2 separate regions of the Gadus morhua genome follow, and region 2 is linked to region 1. The links are chromatin contacts, called in public Hi-C maps. All regions are on one chromosome and are shown on one strand. The core of a region is the stretch at or near the end of the contact, and the rest is flanking DNA. Distances in the headings are between cores, read along the strand shown.

Region 1 (4,359 bases), core at 684-3,183:
ATATATGGAACAAGGTCGTCACTAGATGGCGTCTCCAATAATCCCAGCCTAAGTGACATAATTGTCTCTTGTACAAAAAATAATTAAGGTCAAAATATTGGAATGAATTAATAATATGCATATTACTAATGACGATTATAATAATAACATATTAATATTATTACTTGTACTATTATTGTTATTATTAGTAGTAGTAGTATAAGTATGTGTAGTAGTAGTAATAATCATAAATCATATTATTTGTGTCATAATCTTCATATTTATCATGGCTGTTTTGTATGCGGTTTAAAAAGGCTTTCTGTTTTTACGGCAAAAGTGAAGTCACGTACACAACACTTAATCATTCATTTATTAAGAAGCATCAATCATTCTCTTTGAAGCACATCCGTTTAAGTTCGTGAGCAACATAAGAAAGCAATATGGAGCGCGTCTGGTCATCTGGGAAGAACCCAAAGCAGTGCTCGATAGGGGGAGGGAAAAGCACGGATAAACAAGAGATAAAAGAGTGGAACACGTGAACTCTGGTCAAACATTTCTTTCAGCCTTCCGCAAGTTTAATTGATTATGATGACCAGCAATCGATACCAGGCTTGGACAATTCATGGACATATGTTAATGTATTCAAGTAAACGCACGCACGCACACACACGTAACCACGCACGCACGCACATACACACACACACACACACACACACACACACACACACACACACACACACACACACACACACACACACACACACACGCGCACACATGCACGCATGCATGCAAATAGCCACACACACACACACACACACACACACACACACACACACACACACACACACACACACACACACACACACACACACACACACACACACACACACAGGTGTACACTACATCACAGTAATTAGCTTTGAAGCCGCACCCATAGTGACAAAAACATTTGAGCCAGATGATCCTCTCTACAAATATATTTCGTAGACCTAAAAGCCGCGGGTGGATTTTGAAAGAAAATGATGACCCAAGATAGAGCATTGCTGCACTCTGGTGGCCTATAGAAGCAAATGCTGCAGTAAAAGCTCTTGAAAAATTGGTTGTTTGAACGCATCCATACGTTGATTGTATAAAATACCGGCGTTTTTATTTTAAATGGCCCACTATAGCATAGTCGGTGCCTATGTGGAAATTAATGAAATGTACACAGAACAATACACCTATATGATCGGGGTGTCAACTTGTTAATTTAATTAAACATTGTCCTATTTTTCAATAACACTGTCAACTAGATAATTAGGAAGAGCTTTTTTATTGAATACGCTAAAGAGGAATTATTCAAATAAACAATTACAAAGGCATCCTAACTATATCAATCTGTTGCGAATGATTATCACAGAGATATAGATTACAAACATAATCACTTTATTATTAAATGTATCCAAATCGCTTGAATGCGGTGAAGGTAACATATTTTGCAGTTTCCTTTGTAAATACTTGTTATATGTATTACAATCATTGAATATGAGTATGTAAACATTATTAGAGCAGTGTCGTTACAATAATGGCTTTTTATCAGAGTCACAAATGGGATGATATTTGCAAGTTCTTGACTGGTATGAGACTGAACAATAATAACAATGCATTTTTTTAAATATTGCAAGCACAATATCAGAAAACAATACAAACAGTGAAAGTTGAATGCGCAGCTACTACAGACATACGCAGCTATAACATATACAAGAGTGGGCGGGACCAGTCTGTATTTTCCATAGACATAACGCATTACGCATGACATTTACGCGTTTATTTAATCCATAAATGCAATTCTCCAGTGCATTTGCAGACATTCTGTGCATGATGCACTAGAACGCGGAAGAAAGTCCAGGTATTCCAAACACATCTCCAACCAATCAGAAGCCACCCTGAGTGCCGCTGGGGGGGTTGGAGGGGAGGAAGAGAAGCGCACAAGAAGTGACCGCTAGCTTCATGTCAACGCTATCGCGATCAGCAAACACACAACGAGAGAGGGACGGATATCGATTAAAAAGGACAGGGAGGCCGCTTCGATCGTCCTGGAAACAGTGGGATCCAACGCTTGAATATATGCATCGCGTCCACACCGAGAGAGGGTGACTACGTTTTAAAAAGGACGAGTTGTTGCAACCCCCAGAAACATCAGCTCTGCTTGGTGTCTCCAGCCAGCGCCATCTCTCCCGGTCCGGTGTGGACCATGGGGAACGCGGCCACGGCCAAGAAGGGCACCGAGCTGGAGAACGGTGAGCGATCCGCTCCGGGCAGGACGGGGGTGTCATGGTTTCCCCGTGTCATTTAATTAGTTTCCATCTTCTCCAAACACTGGGTAGATAGGGCTGTAGCGTTGGAGATATCCGTTCTATACTCTTAATCTGTAGCCTACAAACAGGCGGGGGTCTGGGGTGGTGGTGGCGGGGTGTGGGTACGCTCTCCCTTGGCCATATTCACTCCATCACAGCCTGGTAAACATTTGGACACTATATTATGGATCAGGCTTGTGAGTGTTGGTGGGATCGCATCTCCGGATGACCTGAATTGAGTGTATAACCAGCAGCAGTAGTGTCTAAAACGCTGTTATCATAAAAAAACCTATGAGTTGTGAGGAGGGGGTATTTACCCTCTGAACCACCGGGAAAACATGATGTCCGCCCGCCCAGTCTACAGATGCATGCCCCTCCTGCACATTTTGTTTCTTTACTATTGTTTTTGTTTTAATTCTTTGGATGGTTTTGGAGAAAATATGTGTTGAGTTGAATGCACAATGCGTAAAGAGGGGATGTCTAGCCAGCCAGCTAACATTAGCTGCAGGGGATTAGCCTTCACAAGGCCCAGTCAGTCCCCCTCTCTTGATGTTGGTGAGCTGGCCTTTCCGTGGCTAGCTGTGCTGCACATATGTGCTGCACAGATCGTCCCGGTAGCCCTGGTGTTTGTCTTTGTAAAGGTGTATTTGATTAACTTTTGTTGTGTTTTTCTTTCCCAACACCACCGAGATCAGTTGGTCAGACCTGGGTGTTGCCCATTTAAGTTCTTATCAGCCTCCAGCTAAAACTGGTTTTACATCAACTTTGTGCAGTTGTTTCCACTATCTGTTTATGTCAAATGCAACGTAATCCCAACTTCAAAACATGATATTGTATTTTTTCTACTTAAGTTTGACAGCGTCTACTTCCAAAGCATGTTGTGTCCTTGCCTACATTACATAAACACAGCTGTGCCTCTGCAGCACAGTGACCAAATATGGAGAAGAAATGACAAATGCCTTCTTTCCATTCATAAAACTGGGCTCCACTACCGGGATCCCCTTTAACACTCAGGCATTCACGAAGTAAGATTACTAAGAGCTTTAGTTTTGACATAATCTAAATGTTGTGACGGTCCTGTCGTGCCACTCTCGCAGACAATATTATAATTGACCAGTAAAGGCTTGTCATCGCGACCTTCGTCAGAGGATAAGGGGTATTACAAGCTTTGAAAGGTTTGACGTAGCTGCAACTAGGCTAGAGTTAATTTGTGACGGTAAGCTTTGACGTGTGCGGGTAGGTGATGAGGCGATCCGGTTTGCTGCGTTCTCTGAAGTTTTTCCATTCTTTGATGGCGTTAGGATAGTGGTGGCTTTGTGTAAATAGACGAATCACACTAGATGGGGGCATGCATGCACCATAGTGCTATCATCCAAATCATCCTTACTACATAGGGATATATCTTAGTTCAGAACATTATAAGAATGTTCAGAGGCAGCAGTGTTGCCAGTGCCAAGCTGCTCCAGAGTTGGTCGCGATGGTTAGATCAGCACAGTGGCCCACTCTCGGTCATATCTTCACTGTGTTTAGGATCTGTAGGTTGTCAGGGGCTGGCTGTTTAATCTGGTTAAGCTGACCCTCTGCCCTGGGCTTGGGATTTGTGTGTGGTGAGTGGCCACCCTCTCATGACAAACCTGGAGTTCCCTATATAGCAACTTGTGCTGTATGTGTTGCCTGTTGGCCTTCCATGCGTACCACCTCTGCAGCGCTTTCCCTTATCGGTGCCGCAAATTCAAACCCATCGTTTTGGAGTTATCCGCGTGTTGTTGGCCACATGATAAACAATGTACTAGACCTATTTTACCAGAGGATAACTCAGCAACCGGTTTGCATTGAGTTGGTGTTCTTACAGACAGCATCAATGTCAGTAAAGGGTTGGTTCATAAGTTAAGGCAATCAGGCATAATTTGCTGACTATTCATACATGTCTTTGAAATCCATAAGGAACATCATGTGATATTACTCGAATAATGGCAGGTTTGGCTCGGTATGAATTTGAAAACAAATCCTTTTTCAGCCTGGTTTTTTAAGGGGTTAGGAGTTC
Region 2 (4,359 bases), core at 738-3,237, 150 kb before region 1:
AGTTTCAGATTTATTTAAAGAACAATGGAGAGTGTTCCACCTTCTTGGTCGTCTCCAGAGTGTCCGTGTCGACTTTGGTGATGAAGTTGGTTTCCGTCACAGCGTAGTAGTCCTCGCCGATCGGGTAAACGTTCACCAGGCAGTTATCTGTCACCTCAACACCCTTGAAGTAAGAGAAAAACCTGCAAAACAAAAAACAATCATTTACATTTACAGCCTTCAGCAGTACTTTTATCCAAAGCGACTTACAATAAGTACATTTGTCGGAAGAAAGAGAAACTATGCAGAGTCCTCTGCATAGTGTGAACTCTGAACTCTGACCAGGTGATTCATAATTAATAATGATATACAGACAGAGAGAGTCTGTCTGTGAGCCTTGCTCGCTCTGTGAATTACGTACCTACTCATCAAAGCTATGTAAATAAAGGTATTACGATGACAATGATGCCAGATTCTTGGTTTCATGGTTCTTCTTTACTTGTAATAATGAGGATTCCCTTTCGGCTCATATGAAAACAAATAAGATTGTGTCTATTACAAAGCCCACCTGGAGAAGATGTTTTTACAGGGATCGGGATAGGCAAAGGTACCAAACTCAGTGATGACCACACGCTTCTCTGTGATGGCTCGTACATAAGCATCCGTTTTGATAAACCTAGATGTGCAGTAGAAGTGGAGGTAAGCAGAAATATGTTTTACATTTGGTTTCATTGATTTTAATCAACAGCATCGAGTGTGTAAATCTATAAATCTGGTCTTACTTTCTGAAGTAGGTGACCTGTCCATTCTTGAAGTCAAATTTGTGCATGAGTGCCTGGCCGTCAAACAGGTGATAGAAAGGCTCATCTCCAACCTCAAAGAGTCCAGGTCCCAAGCGCAGAAGACTCCCTCTTAGGAAGGAAGGAATTCTCCCTGTAAAGTGCAAACATCAACATCATCCACCAAAACAGATGGTTTGTCTAAATGTGAGAGACACACAAGGTTTATAGACACATGACCGCTTGGAGGAGCCTACACACCTGTGATGACCGCTGGAATAGGCTCAGACAACTCTTCACAAGTCTCAAAGATCTTTTTGTAGCTGCCCGCTGGGTGTTCAATTCTGAAATGTCAAGACGATGAGAGCATTGAAGCATGAGGACATTTCCATCCTTAGAGAACGTTTTTCTCTGTGACCAAAAGGTTGTGCTTTTAAACAGGTCACCCAGTTCATGTTTCCTCAACATGGCTGTAAGGTCAGAGTAACCAATATAACCTTCAAACATCCCACGAGTATTAGCCGTTCGGCTTCAAATCCACAGAGGCTTCAAGTGCCCGACAAAGGAAAGGATTAATCAAAAACATCCACAAAGATCAAATCAAGTTTCCAGCCAATGAAACCAAAGCCACACGATCGCTCAATAAAGTGGGCTTCATTTTAATAGAGGCTAAACCTTCTGATAATTTCACATTGCAACCAATGTTCAAAACTATAATTTGAACATTATACACTATAATTTCAAACCCACTATAATCATTATAACCATTTATGTCAGGTCAGGCAGGCATCATCTACGATGAATGAGATCATTTGGAAAGTTTAAAGAACAAATCAGTGCTAAATGTTCCTGTTGTTACACTCCATCACAAGCAGCTACCCTCAAGCCTTTAGTGTCGTCAGCACTTAAGGCTTAAGTGTTAAGGAATACAAGGTTAGGAAGAGGAATCAACACTCACCTGCTAACCATGGCTTCTTCCTGTGTAATCACACAACACAATCAAATAGTTTCTGTTTCAGTTCGGATATGGAGGTCTGATTTCCCCTCTGATGATGGTAGGCCTATATAGGCCTGTTTTATAGGGTAGCTTTACGTGTTGGAATCCCTTTTTTAGGGACGGTCCATTGCGCTGTAAACCATCCGGCCAGCCAATCACATCGCATGCTGAACATAAATTCCATTGTGCCAATATCCCTCTCTAGCCATGGGTCGACCCTGTTCAGAACGGACTTATACAACATTTCACAAAGTTAGAACCCATTCTTGCAAATGTGTGGCAATAAAACACGTGATTGTATAAGTAATGACGACGATGCCGTAGGCTGAAGTTTAGCTTTAACATTTTTACACAACTGTTTCAAAGTGTAATCCTTTCAAAATGGAATTAGTGCAAAACAATGGAAGTTACTTTTAGGCAGAGTGGTAATAAATATATAAATAAACAGTTTAAGATAACACTAAGTATTTTGAAGATCAAACGCTCTCTATAAACTAGAAAACGAAATAAACCTGTATTGTATTTAGTTTAAAATTGGCATTTTGCACGCTGGATTTCATTTGTCTGTTTTTGTTCTTCATTGTGAAACCCAGGGAGCTCACATTTTTTCGTCTCATTGCAATAATCCACTATGGTGGAGGCTTATGACAACATGAAGCGAAGACAAGAGCTGCATTGTGTGAAAGACTTCTGCGCAATAATAACACGATGAGCATTAAAGGGCACCGTATCTCAAGGTTGTGATTGGACAACTAAAGCACATGGCTGGATCTCTAGAACTGGGACTAAACAATTATAGCTGTGGTGGTAATTTCCAAGTGAGACATTTCATCTTTCGGAGTTTTCAAGTAGGCTACACAGATTGATCTTTATATATATCTGCAGTGATTATAGTTAATGTAAAGAATGTCCGACCCAGACTCATGTAATCCTCAAATCTGTTATCCTAATCTCGAAAATTCTGTTGTATTTAAATTGTGTCGAAATATAAGCAAAGCACAGAAAGACACCCAAAGGGCGCTAAACCCTTTGAGTATATGAAGTAAACCCTATATGACTATCTATCCATCTATGTTAATGCACTATTCTCTGTAATATAACATAATGCCCTAACTGTTAGTCTCTAATGTAATGATATCCTTATAAAGCCAGCATTTTATATTTGCACATAACATCAACACAACAGATATAGCCTGACTGTATATATAGGGACAATAATCTAGAATTGTAGTTACCATAAGAAGGGACATTTTCCAACGTTTATTTTTTTTCAGTTTTGTTGACATTTGTGCAGTTGTATGGCTCAATCGAAAAAAGTGTTTTGTATTCGATATGATTCCGATATGATATATGCTGTTTCACATGTACTACTAGACAAATACCATTCTTGATGCGTGCGCTCATTAAACACATTTTTTGGGAATGCTCGGGCGACCTCTGCTGGTGAATATATATATGAATAAAAAAACGGTTACTGTTGCAAAAAGTCCAGGCACTAAACAACGTACTTTGATACAGGTAGACATCATTGTAATGGCCATATTTTAAATACAAAAACTACTGAATCTCAATTGTGAGGAAAAAACTGCAAATGCAGAAAGCCAATGTTCTTTGTTTATTTACAATAGATGCATAGGACGGACCCAGCTTGTCGGGCGCAATGAGATGAGGCGTATTGCTCATGCAGGGACACCTCGACACTCAGCTAGGAGGAGCAGGGGATCGAACTAGCAACCTTCTAGTCACCCGCAAACCAGCTGAGCTACTGTCGCCCGGATCCTCTTTCTGGATGCGCTTACACCCAGACGTGGAGGAGAATCGCTCCTCATCTTAGTCACTAGACCCTGAGCACTGCCTCTTCTCCACGGGGGCCCCGTCGCTAGAGTCCCCCTACTTCCCCGAAGGCATCCCTCCTTTAGGCTCCTTCTTCCGGAACTGTAGGCGTAGCGCGGTGAGGGCTGGAGCCGGTTCACCGCCACCCGTCACGGACCAGGGGCTCAGCTCTTTTGGGAGAGAGAGACGCGGCCCGTGTGGGGCTGCTGGTTGGCTGGAGGGCGGAAGGAGGGAGGGATTTCGTTCCCGGGCGTTTGGGCTCTCACGGGGAGAATCGTGAGTGGAGAGGGGGCCTGGAGCTCTCCAGGGTTTTCCTCGAAGGATGAATCGCTGTGGTAGTCAAGAAGAGTCCTTGCCGGTAGAGGAGTGGCTCTCTCATTCAATTAAATTAAACCTTTATTTGTATAGCCCTAAATCACCGGTAGTCTCAACGATCTTAACAGGCCGTATATTTATGACTCCCCCCTGTACACCACCTCAAGCTGGTGTGTGGTGAGCGTTCTGGAGCCGATTGGCTGCCGTGCATCACCCAAATGGTTGCTACATACTGGTGGTGGTTAGTGAGGTCCCCCCCCCCCCTTAACTGTAGGCGTCTTTGAGTGTCTAGAAAAGCGCTAAATAAATTCAATGCATTATTATTTATTATTATATTGAAACGGGTCTTTCATGGCACCAATCCAACCAAAGGCTCCAAAACCAGGCCCTGACAAGATTCATCACTATGCTGATACCACAGCACAGCACACACACTAAACCTACGTCAGCCTTGAC

The links. A called contact is a pair of places that touch in the nucleus more often than the background predicts.
Region 2: a Hi-C map of gill shows a contact between it and region 1, with 4 times the contacts expected there. The contact joins the promoter of rpe65a here to the promoter of prkacbb in region 1. A contact is called at or near these places in 2 of 6 Hi-C or Micro-C datasets (blood and gill).

What each region holds. Positions count from the first base shown.
Region 1 is chr8:5,068,955-5,073,313 of gadMor3.0, reverse strand. prkacbb (protein kinase, cAMP-dependent, catalytic, beta b) reads left to right here and starts at 1,933. Exons shown (of 10, transcript XM_030362808.1): 1 at 1,933-2,258. The coding sequence starts at 2,213.
Region 2 is chr8:5,216,191-5,220,549 of gadMor3.0, reverse strand. rpe65a (retinoid isomerohydrolase RPE65 a) reads right to left here and starts at 1,987. Exons shown (of 14, transcript XM_030362787.1): 1 at 1,717-1,987; 2 at 1,020-1,102; 3 at 762-912; 4 at 548-655; 5 at 41-182. The coding sequence starts at 1,727.